Linked DNA regions of Mus musculus: region 2 is linked to region 1. The links are chromatin contacts, called in public promoter capture Hi-C maps. All regions are on one chromosome and are shown on one strand. Each heading gives the region's core, a stretch centred on a gene start, on an enhancer-like site or on the middle of the called end of the contact. The rest is flanking DNA. Distances are from core to core; before and after follow the strand shown.

Region 1 (5,615 bases), core at 2,010-4,509:
ATATATAGTTACATGAACACAAGCAATGTAACTAAAACAAAATGAAAGTAAATAAATATTTTTAAAAGAAGATGAGAAGTGTGGAGGAAAAGCAAGCAAGGCACATGCAGGGTCCATGGCTTTAGGAGGCACAACAGGTGTGTGGGTCCATGCTTTTAATCCCAGCACTCAGGAGACATCAGCAGAAATATCTCTGTGAGTTAGAGGTCAGTCTACTCTATTTATAAGTGCCAGGGCAGCCAGGGCTACATAATGAGACTGTGTTAACAGAACAGAAAATCAGAGAAGGAATAGAAGAACTCGATGACATCACAAGTAGCAGGTCCTGGGCTGGGGATATAGCTCTAGAAGTTGAGGGCTTACCAAGAATGTGAGTTCCTGGATTTAACTGCAGTACTACATAAATCAGATGTGACGGTTCAAATAAGAATGCCCCCATACATGGGATGATGTATTTGAGTATGTGGTCCCCAGTTGGTGGAACTGTTTGTGAAGAATTAGGAGGTGGAGCCTTGTTGGAGGACATGTATCACTAAGGGAAGGCTTTGAGGTTTCAAAAGTCCATACCATTACCAGACATCTTTCTGTCTTCCTGCTACTTATGGGTTAGGATATATGCTCTCAGCTCTCAGTGCCCTGCCTGCCTGCCTGCTGCCTGCTGCCTGCTGCCTGCTGCCTGCTGCCTGCTGCCTGCTGCCTGCTGCCTGCTGCCTGCTGCCTGCTGCCTGCTGCCTGCTGCCTGCTGCCTGCTGCCTGCTGCCTGCTGCCTGCTGCCTGCTGCCTGCTGCCTGCTGCCTGCTGCCTGCTGCCTGCTGCCTGCTGCCATACCCCCTACCATGAGTGTCATGGACTCACTCTCTGAAATGTAAGTTCTAAATAGATTCTTCCTTCTATAAGTTGCCTTGCTGGTGATGTGTCACCACACTATTAGAAAAGTAACTAAGGTGCTGGGTGAATTGTGCATGCCAGAACTTGGGAAGTAGAAGCTTTGTGTTTACAGAAGATGGGCTCTCTCAACTCTCTTGGCTGCCTGCCCATGCTTCCTGCTACCATTTGCTGCCATGACTTCTCTGCTATCATGGACTCTTCCTCCGGAGCTATATACCAAAGTAAACTCCTTTCCCCATAATTTCCATTGATCAAGGTGTTTTATCACAGCCACAGGAAGGTAACTGATACACTCAGGAAGAGGGAGCTTCAATTAAGGAGTTGCCTCCATCAGATTGGCCTGGGGATGTGTCTTTTGGGGCATTTTCTTGATTGGTGGCTGACGTAGGAGAGCTCAGTCCACCGTGGATGCCAACATCCTTTGACAGATGGCCTGAGTTATATAAGAAAAGTGGTTGAGTGTGAGCCTGGGAACAAGCCAATAAGCAGTGGTCCTGCATGGTTTCTACTTCAGTTCTTGCCTTGGTTTCTCTCGATGATGGATTTTAACCTATAAGGAACAAAATCTTGCTTCTCCCCCAGGTTGGTTTTGGTTTGTCTTATCATAGCAACAGAAAGAAAACTAGGACATCCCCAGAGGACAGCCTGCTGGAGTTGGTCCTCACCTTCTACCATTTGGGTTCTATGGTCCAGTTCAGGCCTTCAGCCTAACCTCCATAGCCTTTACCCTCAGACCCATCTTGCCATTGATTGCCTTCCTCCTTTTGTAGGGACAGGGAGGGTCTCATGTATCGCTGGCTGCCTAGATGTTGGTTTACTCAGAGTTGGAAGTAGAAGCCAGAGCTTCATAAAAGGCAGGTAAGCTCTGTGCTGAGCCTGCACCTCCAGCCCCTCTTCCAGTGTTCCTTATGTCATAACATTCCCCAAAGGGGCTTAAGGAAGCCCCATCTCCCCAGAAGTTGCTCTCTTAGATAAAGGGCTTCTTTTTTTATCCACTGAGTCTCAAAAATATTTTGCTTAAAATAATCTTCAGACCGGGTCAGTAAGGTGGCTCAACAAGTAAAGGCACTTGCCACTAAGCCTGAGTCCCCAAAACCCATACCGTGGAAGGAAAGAACTACAGCAAGTAGTCCTTTGACCTAGACACATGCGATGCAGCACAAGGGTGCACACACCCATACTCACTGACAGGCATACACTACACACAAAATCAATCAACCTGTCAATCAATTAATCTATAAGTAAATAAACAAATGGAGAAAAGACAACTGTTTCAACATAAGAAACTCTTACAAGCTTCTCCTTTTGTTTTCTCAAAATTCCTATTGTGTTACCTAAAGAAACTTACTAGGGAACTCAAGAGATGGCTCTGTGGTCAAGAGCTCACAGTCCTTAATTCCAGTTCCAGTGTTCTGATGCCCTCTTCTGGCCACTGCAGGCACTGCACATATAGGGTACATATACAGGCAAAACACTCATCGCATAAAAATAAAATAAATGGGGACTAGACAAATAGCTCACAGTTAAAAGTATTTTCTGCTCTTCCAGAGGACTTGAGTTCAGTTCCCAGTACATTGGACATCTCTCAACAGCCTGAACTCCAAGTTCAGGAGATCCGACACCATTATTCTCTATGGTCATCTGAATTCCTGAACACATACCCACTCACAGACACAGGTGTATAATATCAAAAATATAAATAGGTGTTGGATTATGCTGTGGAGACTTCCATGATGAGGACTGGTGGAATTTCAAGTCCTGAACTTGAGAGACCTCGGGGACTGGTGGAATTTTTTTCTTGTAGGGCAGGGTCTGGCCACTCTCCCACTTTTGGATGGTTAGAAAACCATTAGGGACGTTGGAAAACATGCGGGGGTGGGGGGACTGGGGAGGTTGGCCACTGGATCTCCTCAGGCAGGGGCCTGGCCACTTTCCTGCTTGAGCGTTTACAAAGTTTACAAAAGGAGCCCACAGAGGGGAAGGCTTTTCCTGTTGCACGTTGGCATGAACAGGCAACGGGCATGGCTAATGTTTGAGACTTTAAATTTGTTTTTGAGTCCATGGAGCCCAGGCTGTCTTCGAACTATGTTTATGAGAATGGCGCTGAACTCCTGATCCTCCTGCCTCTACCTCCCAAGTGTTGGGATTACAGATGGGGGCAGGGGGCGTGGCTCCAGTCACATTTTATGAGGCACTGGGTTTCAAACCTAGGACTGAGAACAAGCGCTTCACCAACGGAGCCTTAATCCGATTTTAAATGTTTTTAGTTTGTGGCCAGTAGGTGGCGCTCGAGCTGCCTCAATTCTAGACACCGGGGCCTGCTCTTTTGCTACACTTCCGCCTCTACTTCCGCTTCCGAGACGCGAAGGAAACGTCACTTCCGAAGGCTCCGCGTGGATTGACTTGTTCGGGTTCTCCAGCATGGCTGGGTTAGCAGGCCCCGCGAAGCCGAGTCTGGCATTGAACCCGCAGGAAGACTCGCAGTTTGAGAAGGCTCTGACGCAGATCCAAGGGCGCACGAAGAAGGTGAGCGGCGCGGGGCGGCCGGGCTGGCTCGGGAGCCAACCTCTCACGGGCTGGGAGACGATGGTTCCAATCAGGGGACCGAGGCAGGTCAGGAATCGGTGTGAGGTGAAGGAGGAGGGGTACCACGTGTGGGAGCATGGCACCCCCAGATCTCAGAATGTGTTAAAGCTGCCACGCTTCCGCTTTGACCTGCAAAATGAGGGTTCATGGTCTACCGCAGCATTCGGAAGGTGTGTTATGTCCCCTTAGTTTGTAGTGCTTAGAAGACGGAGTAGACGTCCCGAAGCCCACGTCCTGGGAGGATCGAGAGTCAGAATACAGCTCAGGGTCAGAATTCAGAATAGGGCTTCAACCTGTCAACCTGTCGAGTTCAGTTTGTATGCAATGTCCCTAACGGAAGTTTATAGTCCCTTTGGTTTGCACCATGGAGTGCATTGGAGAGAACGACAGCTTTTCTTTTTTTATTGTTGTTGTCCTGGGGGTCTTTTGGGAGGGTCGCTTTTGTTACAGTGTCAGTATAGGGTTTATTGTAGCCCAAGCTCACCTCACATTTGCTGTGCAGTCGAGGTCTTGAACCCCCTATATCCACTTCATGAATACACTATAGGTCACCCGGTACCCTACCTGACAGGAAACAAGTTCTTGTTCTCTGGGGTCATAGTATGGTGATAGAGAAGGAGAGTCTGCACCATGAAGGTTAACAACCGGAAACAGTTAAGATTCGGTGTAATAAACTGCCAACTGCATTCGGAGTTGAAGGTCTTGGTTTCACAGTGTTACTCTGAACATGACAGACTGTTACTTGCTTGTCCATTTAGCTCTTGAACACATGTTGTGCTGACTGTTTTGTAGGGACAGGTGGGTGTGGACATATGTGTGCCTTGGTGTGCATCATGGTGCGTGCGTGTGTGGGAGTCTGTCTCTTGCAGAGTCTGTGGCTCTGTGTGATTGAACTCAGGCCTCAGCCTTGCTCAGCAAGTGCTTAAGGGAAGAGAGATACCAAACACGGAGTTTTTCAGTTTCTGCCCTGATAGAGTTATGAGTTTGTTCCTGGACCAAGGGGAAAGAATGGTGTTGAAAATTTGTTGCAGGCCAGGCAAGGTGACTTTTACCTTCAATCCTAGTGTTGGAGAGGCAGAGGCAGGCAGATCTCCACCTAGCCTCTGAAAGGACTTTAGGAAGCTGGGTGGCGGGGACACACACCTTTAATCTTAGCACTCAGGAAGCAGGGGCAGGTGGATCTGTGTGAGTTTGAGCCTAGCCTGGTCTACAAAGCTAGCTCCAGGACAGCTGGGGCTACCCAAAGAAACTCTGTCTCAAAAAAAAGAAAAAGACATTAGAATTAATTTACTCTGAGGTTATGGAATGGTAACATACTTTCGTTGAAAAATAAAGACCTTTGCAGGGCATGGTGATATAGGACTTTAATCTTAGCATTCAGCAGTTAGAGGCCAGCCAGGTCTACGTAGTGAGTTTTGGGCCAGCCAAGGCTCCATAGTGAGATCCGGCTCAGAAAAATGTGTATACGCACAAACGTTTTGGTGTAGTATGAGTTTGTATTTTTAAAATGTTTATCTGTTTTAGCCTCAGCAAAAGAAGAAAGAAAAACTTAACCGTGGAGTAGTTTATCTGGGCCACCTACCTTCAACACTTTCTGAAAGCCACATCTATAACTACTGTGCCCAGTTTGGCGACATTAGCAGATTCAGATTGTCTAGAAGTAAGCGGGTAAGATTCTGTTCCTGAATTCAACTATGTATATTTTGCTTGTCAATTGTATGTCATCCTTTGTATTCATAGGCACAGCGTTGTTACCTACAAAGTTCCTGCTCGGGAACTTTTCACAAGCCAGGCATGGTGGCACCCCCCTTAAATCCAGCACTCAGGAAGCAGAGGCAGGTGAATCGGTTTAAAGCCAGCCTAGTTTACATCATGAGTTCGGAGATACCCACAGCTACATAGAGAGAGCTTGTCTCTAAATAAAGTAAATATAAGTAAAGTGATTTTACAAATTGCAGTGGAATCACAAGAAAGTAAGCTTGGTGTAGTGGCCTGCCTTTAGTCCCAGCACTCAGGAGACAGGGACAGGCAGAGTTTGAGGCCAGTCACGGTTTCATAGTGTGGATTTCTATCTCAATAAAAAGCGGGAAATCATGAGGCTGTGGAGATAGCTCAGTCTATAACTGTCAACCTACAGAAGC
Region 2 (5,370 bases), core at 1,870-4,369, 1.2 Mb after region 1:
TGTATCTCAGGACAAATCAGGTGCTAGGAGAACACCAGGAAAGAGCTGAAGAAACCCAGACCTAGGGTTGAGCAGAGCCTTTCAGGTCAGCTGCAGGTGACAGCATGCTCTGAAACACTATGTCCAGCAAGCACCTGCTCTGAGTGACCCCTAGAGCTGCAGCCTTACCATTTGTATGTGGCCGCCCTGCTGCTCTGTGTGTGTGTGTGGGGGGGGGAGGGTGGAGGGGTGGGGAGGGCTGCTGCTCAGTCTGTGTGTGTGTGGGGGGGGGGCGGAGCTGATGCTCAGTCCTGGGATGAGGGTGGGGGTGCTGCTCAGTTGGGTGGGTGGGGCAGGGCTGATGCTCAGTCCAGGCGGGCACAGTCACTTCAGCCTCACTAGTACTTTTGTTTCCTCACAGGCCTGCGTGGGCATGAGGCTGATAGATGACAAGGTCAGAGCAGCAGGACTGCTGGAAGCCCTAGGACAGTGGCACCTGTCCTTGTGGGAGGCGGCATCTAATTGATGCAGAGATAGCCGGTGACAATGGCCACTACAGCTGGGATCCCAGCACCAGGTTCTTATACACGACTCTCTTTGTCTGCACTTTGAGGAGGTTATCGTTTCTGTCTCAGATAGGACAGGACAGCCTTGGTAGCTTGCTACAGCATTGGGCCTCCTCCACCTCCACAATACGTAGAAAGGATGTGGGAGCTGGACCCTGCTGTTGTAGGCAGAGATGGGACTGTGCTCTGTTTAGGGACAGGAGCTGACAGAAAGAACCAGATGGACCATGGCTTCTCTGTGACATAGTAGATACGACTAAACTATATGGATCTGAAAAGGAACTTCCCAGGTTTGCAGTATTAGCTCAGAGCACGTTCAGCAAGGGCTGAGGCCTTGGAAAGATCCAGGCTTGAGCCAAAGGCTGGAAATGTGGCCAGGTGTCACCTGGAGTGGGGGTTGGGAAGAAGGCTCCATGCTGAAAGAATTTGTCCAGTGGAGTTTGAGGACCTGAGGGCAAATCCCAAGCAGTCACATCTGAAGCGGCTTCCGGTAAGTCCCGTGCTGGAGGACAGGGTGGGGGGACGTGGACGCTGGAGCTTGTTGGCCAACCTATGTCCAGGCCAGGAGAGATTTTGTTTCAAGGGACTAAGGTGAAGATTGGCAGATCAGGACTCCTGACACTCTCTGTCCCCTATAAACACACATCCTCTCCCCCAACACAAGGGGTCAGCAGGGGACTAGGTGAGTTCAGGAGAAACTCAGGTTAGACCGAGGGCTGAGACTGAGGCTGCCCAACACGGGTGGTGAGAGGAGGACACTATGTCAGGCCACATCTCAGGGGCTCCCCAAACTTTACAATACACTACTTCCTGTTCTCTGGGCTCAGTCTCCCAAAGCCACGCACCCTCAGAATAGGGAGGCCCATGTTGGTGGCCAGGGGTGCTACACCCCACACACTCCAGCACAGGAGCTATTTTAACATTCAGTTTGTATGCTAGCTTCAGGGTAGCTGTGCTGGGAAGAACGGCTCAGTGGATGAAGTACTTATCTAGCTGCCCCGCAGTCTGAGGAGCAGTTTGGTCTTCAACTTTGGTACAGAATCCATACAAAGCTAGACAGGCATGATAGCTCTCTACAATCCAGTCCTTCGGAAGCAGAGAAGAGATCCCCTGGGCAAACTGGTTGACACCTGATGTGAATTTCAAGCCTCTATGTGCATCTGCACACACACACACACACACACACACACACACACTTGAATGTGCAAACACATGCACACCACACACACACAAAGACCCTTTTCTACGGCAGCATTCTTTTTAAACGGTAGGAGCACCAAAAAAGCCAAGAAACTAAACTGATGCCCAGTAGGGGCCATCACTCCAATCGGCTCTGTAGAAACAGAGGGCCTGGACACTGGTTCACCTGTTGCAATTTCTGGGCTTGGGGGGCACTCTGCCGTCTGGCACTAATCTCCAGCAACCCTTATGCAACTCCTTGGTGCCCATCATGAATGAGGAAAGCCTGGGGCTTAGCAGCTGTCCCCACTTTTCTCTGGAAGGGCTGAAAGAAGAGGCAGTAGCGTCCGTGAAGGTTCTCTGCTTCCCCCTGGGAGCCCTATACTCCAACTGCAGAGATTGGCAGCCATCCATTTCCACCCCCTCATTTTCCTCTAATGGCCTAAGACTTTCATGCATTTTTATCCCACTTCAGGGAACCTGAAGGGCGAGGCCCCGGGGCTGAAAAGCAAGGACTAGCAACCAGGGCTCTGCTGAGCAAGGGTCAGAGAAGGGAGGAAAGAACCCTTTAGTTCTGCCCAGCAGGTCAGAAAAAAATAGTATCTAAACCACAAACCCATTGCAGCTTATCAGAGAGGGGGTGGGTTGGGATGGATTTGCTTCCCTTTTCAGCCGGTGGCTGGCAGGGTCTGGGGTACAACCAAAATTTCTTGACCCTTGCACCTTTTCCTAACATAGTTCTAAAAGAATCAGACTCATGCAGTGTCTGATAAATGAAAATGAGACTCAAGGTTGGGAGCCCTAAATCCAAGCCCTAATTCTGCCGCTAACCAGGCCTTCTCTGGGTCCAGTTTCTTCACTTGCTCCCTCAGGGAGCTGTTTCTGGCCTGGTGGGGCACCCTCCCAGGTACCCCTCCACCAGGTGACAAAGGGCAGAAGAGTATTGGTAAGCACCTAGGCGCTCCGCACCACCTTTTAGGGGCAGCCTGAGAATCGCTAGTGGCTCTGTGGAGTTTTGCCCTGGGCAGAGCCCTAACCCGTTGACTGCCTGCACCCCCCCCCCCCCCCGGCCTTCGCGCCGAACCCAGGGTCAAAGCCACTGCTCCTCGCGCGTCCTTCCATCCGTGCTGGGCAGTCACAGTTACCGGCGCGCTCTCAGACTCCCTTCGCTCGCCCGCCACCCGCCTTTGCCCGTGCACCCCCAGGCTCCGGGGCCAGACAACGCGCTGCTCTTGCCCTCCCCACTCGGAAAGACCCCAAACCCCTGCGGGGACCGGCTCGCCCTGCCCTCCGCCCAGCTCTGCTCCCACCGCTCTCCGACCCCGCCCCGTCCCGGGCCCCGCCCCCGAGCCTGCCGGGAGGATGTGAGCTCACTCCCTCCTCCATGTTCCGGCCTCCTCCAGGAAGCGTCCTCCGAAGGTCTCGGCCAGCTCACAGGCAGCGGGTCTGCGGGTCGCCGAGTCCGCAGCGCGCCAGGTCCCATCCGACTCCGCACGCAACGCGGCGTCGGCCTCGTGGCTGCGAAATGAAGGCAGACGGCGTGAGCATCCACTGAAGCCTGAGCTACGGGGTTGGGGCAGTGTCCCCGGCGTAGGCACCGTACCGTTCGCGGCCAGCGCACGCTGTGCCCTCGGCTCGCTTCCGGCCGGGCCACGTGACTGCTCGCACGTGTTCCGGCCCCTCGGAGCTGCGGTCTGGAGCCTCTAACACGCAGCGGGCGGATGCCCATCTAGAGGCAGTACAGCCTTCGCCATGAACCCCAGGGGCCTGTTCCAGGACTTCAACCCCAGTAAGTTCCTCATTTATGCCTGCTTGCTACTCTTCTCCGTGCTGCTGCCCCTGCGCCTGGACGGCATCATCCAGTGGAGCTACTGGGCAGTCTTCGCCCCCATCTGGCTGTGGAAGCTCCTGGTCATCGTGGGCGCCTCGGTGGGTGCGGGCGTGTGGGCCCGCAACCCACGCTACCGTACAGAGGGGGAAGCCTGCGTGGAATTCAAAGCCATGCTTATCGCCGTGGGCATCCACCTGCTACTACTCATGTTTGAGATACTAGTCTGCGACAGGGTGGAGAGGGGCACCCACTTTTGGCTGCTGGTCTTCATGCCACTCTTCTTCGTTTCCCCTGTGTCCGTGGCCGCCTGTGTCTGGGGCTTCCGACACGACAGGTCTTTGGAACTGGAGATCCTGTGCTCTGTCAACATCCTGCAGTTCATCTTCATCGCCCTGAGGCTGGACAGGATTATCCACTGGCCGTGGCTAGTGGTGTTCGTGCCCCTGTGGATCCTCATGTCATTCCTCTGCCTGGTAGTTCTCTATTACATCGTGTGGTCCCTCCTATTCCTGCGGTCCCTGGATGTGGTTGCAGAGCAGCGAAGAACACATGTGACCATGGCCATCAGCTGGATCACCATTGTCGTGCCCCTGCTCATTTTTGAGGTCCTGCTAGTTCACAGACTGGATGACCACAATACGTTCTCTTACATTTCCATTTTCATCCCGCTTTGGCTCTCATTACTGACTTTGATGGCTACAACGTTCAGGCGGAAAGGGGGCAATCATTGGTGGTTTGGGATTCGCAGGGATTTCTGTCAGTTTCTACTAGAAGTTTTTCCGTTTTTAAGAGAATATGGAAATATCTCTTACGATCTCCATCACGAAGACAGTGAAGATGCTGAAGACGCATCGGTGTCAGAAGCTCCGAAAATTGCTCCAATGTTTGGAAAGAAGGCGCGGGTAGTTATAACACAGAGCCCTGGGAAATATGTGCCTCCACCTCCCAAGTTAAACATTGATATGCCAGACTAAACTCACAGGCTGGGCCTTTCAGTGAAATAAGAACCATATACCCTTGAATTCCACTTTGCTTTTTTCTTGTGTTCATCCAGTCCTGGAATTGGAAACAGGTCCCCCTCATTTTACATCCACACTGAGACAGAAGTCTCTTGCAGTGGTCATTGTGTGCCGTAGGCAGAAGGGGGAAACTGTAGGACTGTGGGATGTGTACATAATGTGCAAGAGAACTTGCTTTCCAGGCCCACATCTTGTGAGCTAGCCAAAGGTGGTAAATCGAATTGTTTCTAGGCCTTCAAAAGACCTGAAAACTACATAGCTGTTTGTTTTAAAGTGCTACTTATGCCTACCAAAAGTATTGTTTAAAAAGTATTTTTATACACTGCTAGTCTAAAATTGTATTTTAGATTGCACCCATTGTGACAAAATGGCAAATGTACCAAATTGTCCCCTCCCACTGTTCCCTAAACCTCATTGTTGGTGTTTCTAGTGCTCCTACTGTTCAAATAGTTGTTTTCTGTGGGCTTTGCGGACACAGGTCTCTAGTATTCTAATAGATGAATTTTCTAATGGAGTGAATCTGCATATATTAGTATTTATATGAATGTTTTAGCAGTGTTATCTGTGTTGATTGTAGTTCTTGGCAGTAATGTATTGTGTTAAAGTATTTTTTTTTAAGTTTCTGTGTGAAGATATGTATTTATTACAACTATCCTTAAAGACTGAATGAGATGCTAATATGTCCCTGACCCAGAATCCTGTCCGAGTCTTGGGATGAAGGTTTGGTGTGGTAGATAACAAGAGTTCTACACATTTTTAAAGTTTGTGATCGTGTCCCCAGAGAAAAGGGACAGCA

The links. Capture Hi-C pulls out chosen DNA fragments and counts their contacts.
Region 2: a contact with region 1 is called in a promoter capture Hi-C map of adipose tissue, with 3 times the contacts expected there. The contact joins the promoter of Tmem185b here to the promoter of Nifk in region 1. A contact is called at or near these places in 1 of 115 datasets of contacts at active chromatin or transcription factors (extraembryonic endoderm stem cells) and 2 of 9 other capture datasets (adipose tissue and liver).

Annotation. Positions count from the first base shown.
Region 1 is chr1:118,318,584-118,324,198 of GRCm38.p6, forward strand. It overlaps Nifk (nucleolar protein interacting with the FHA domain of MKI67), which reads left to right and starts at 3,260. Exons shown (of 7, transcript NM_026472.4): 1 at 3,260-3,414; 2 at 4,999-5,142. The coding sequence starts at 3,310.
Region 2 is chr1:119,523,035-119,528,404 of GRCm38.p6, forward strand. It overlaps Tmem185b (transmembrane protein 185B), which reads left to right and starts at 3,120. Exons shown (of 1, transcript NM_146103.2): 1 at 3,120-5,370. The coding sequence starts at 3,477. The coding sequence ends at 4,529.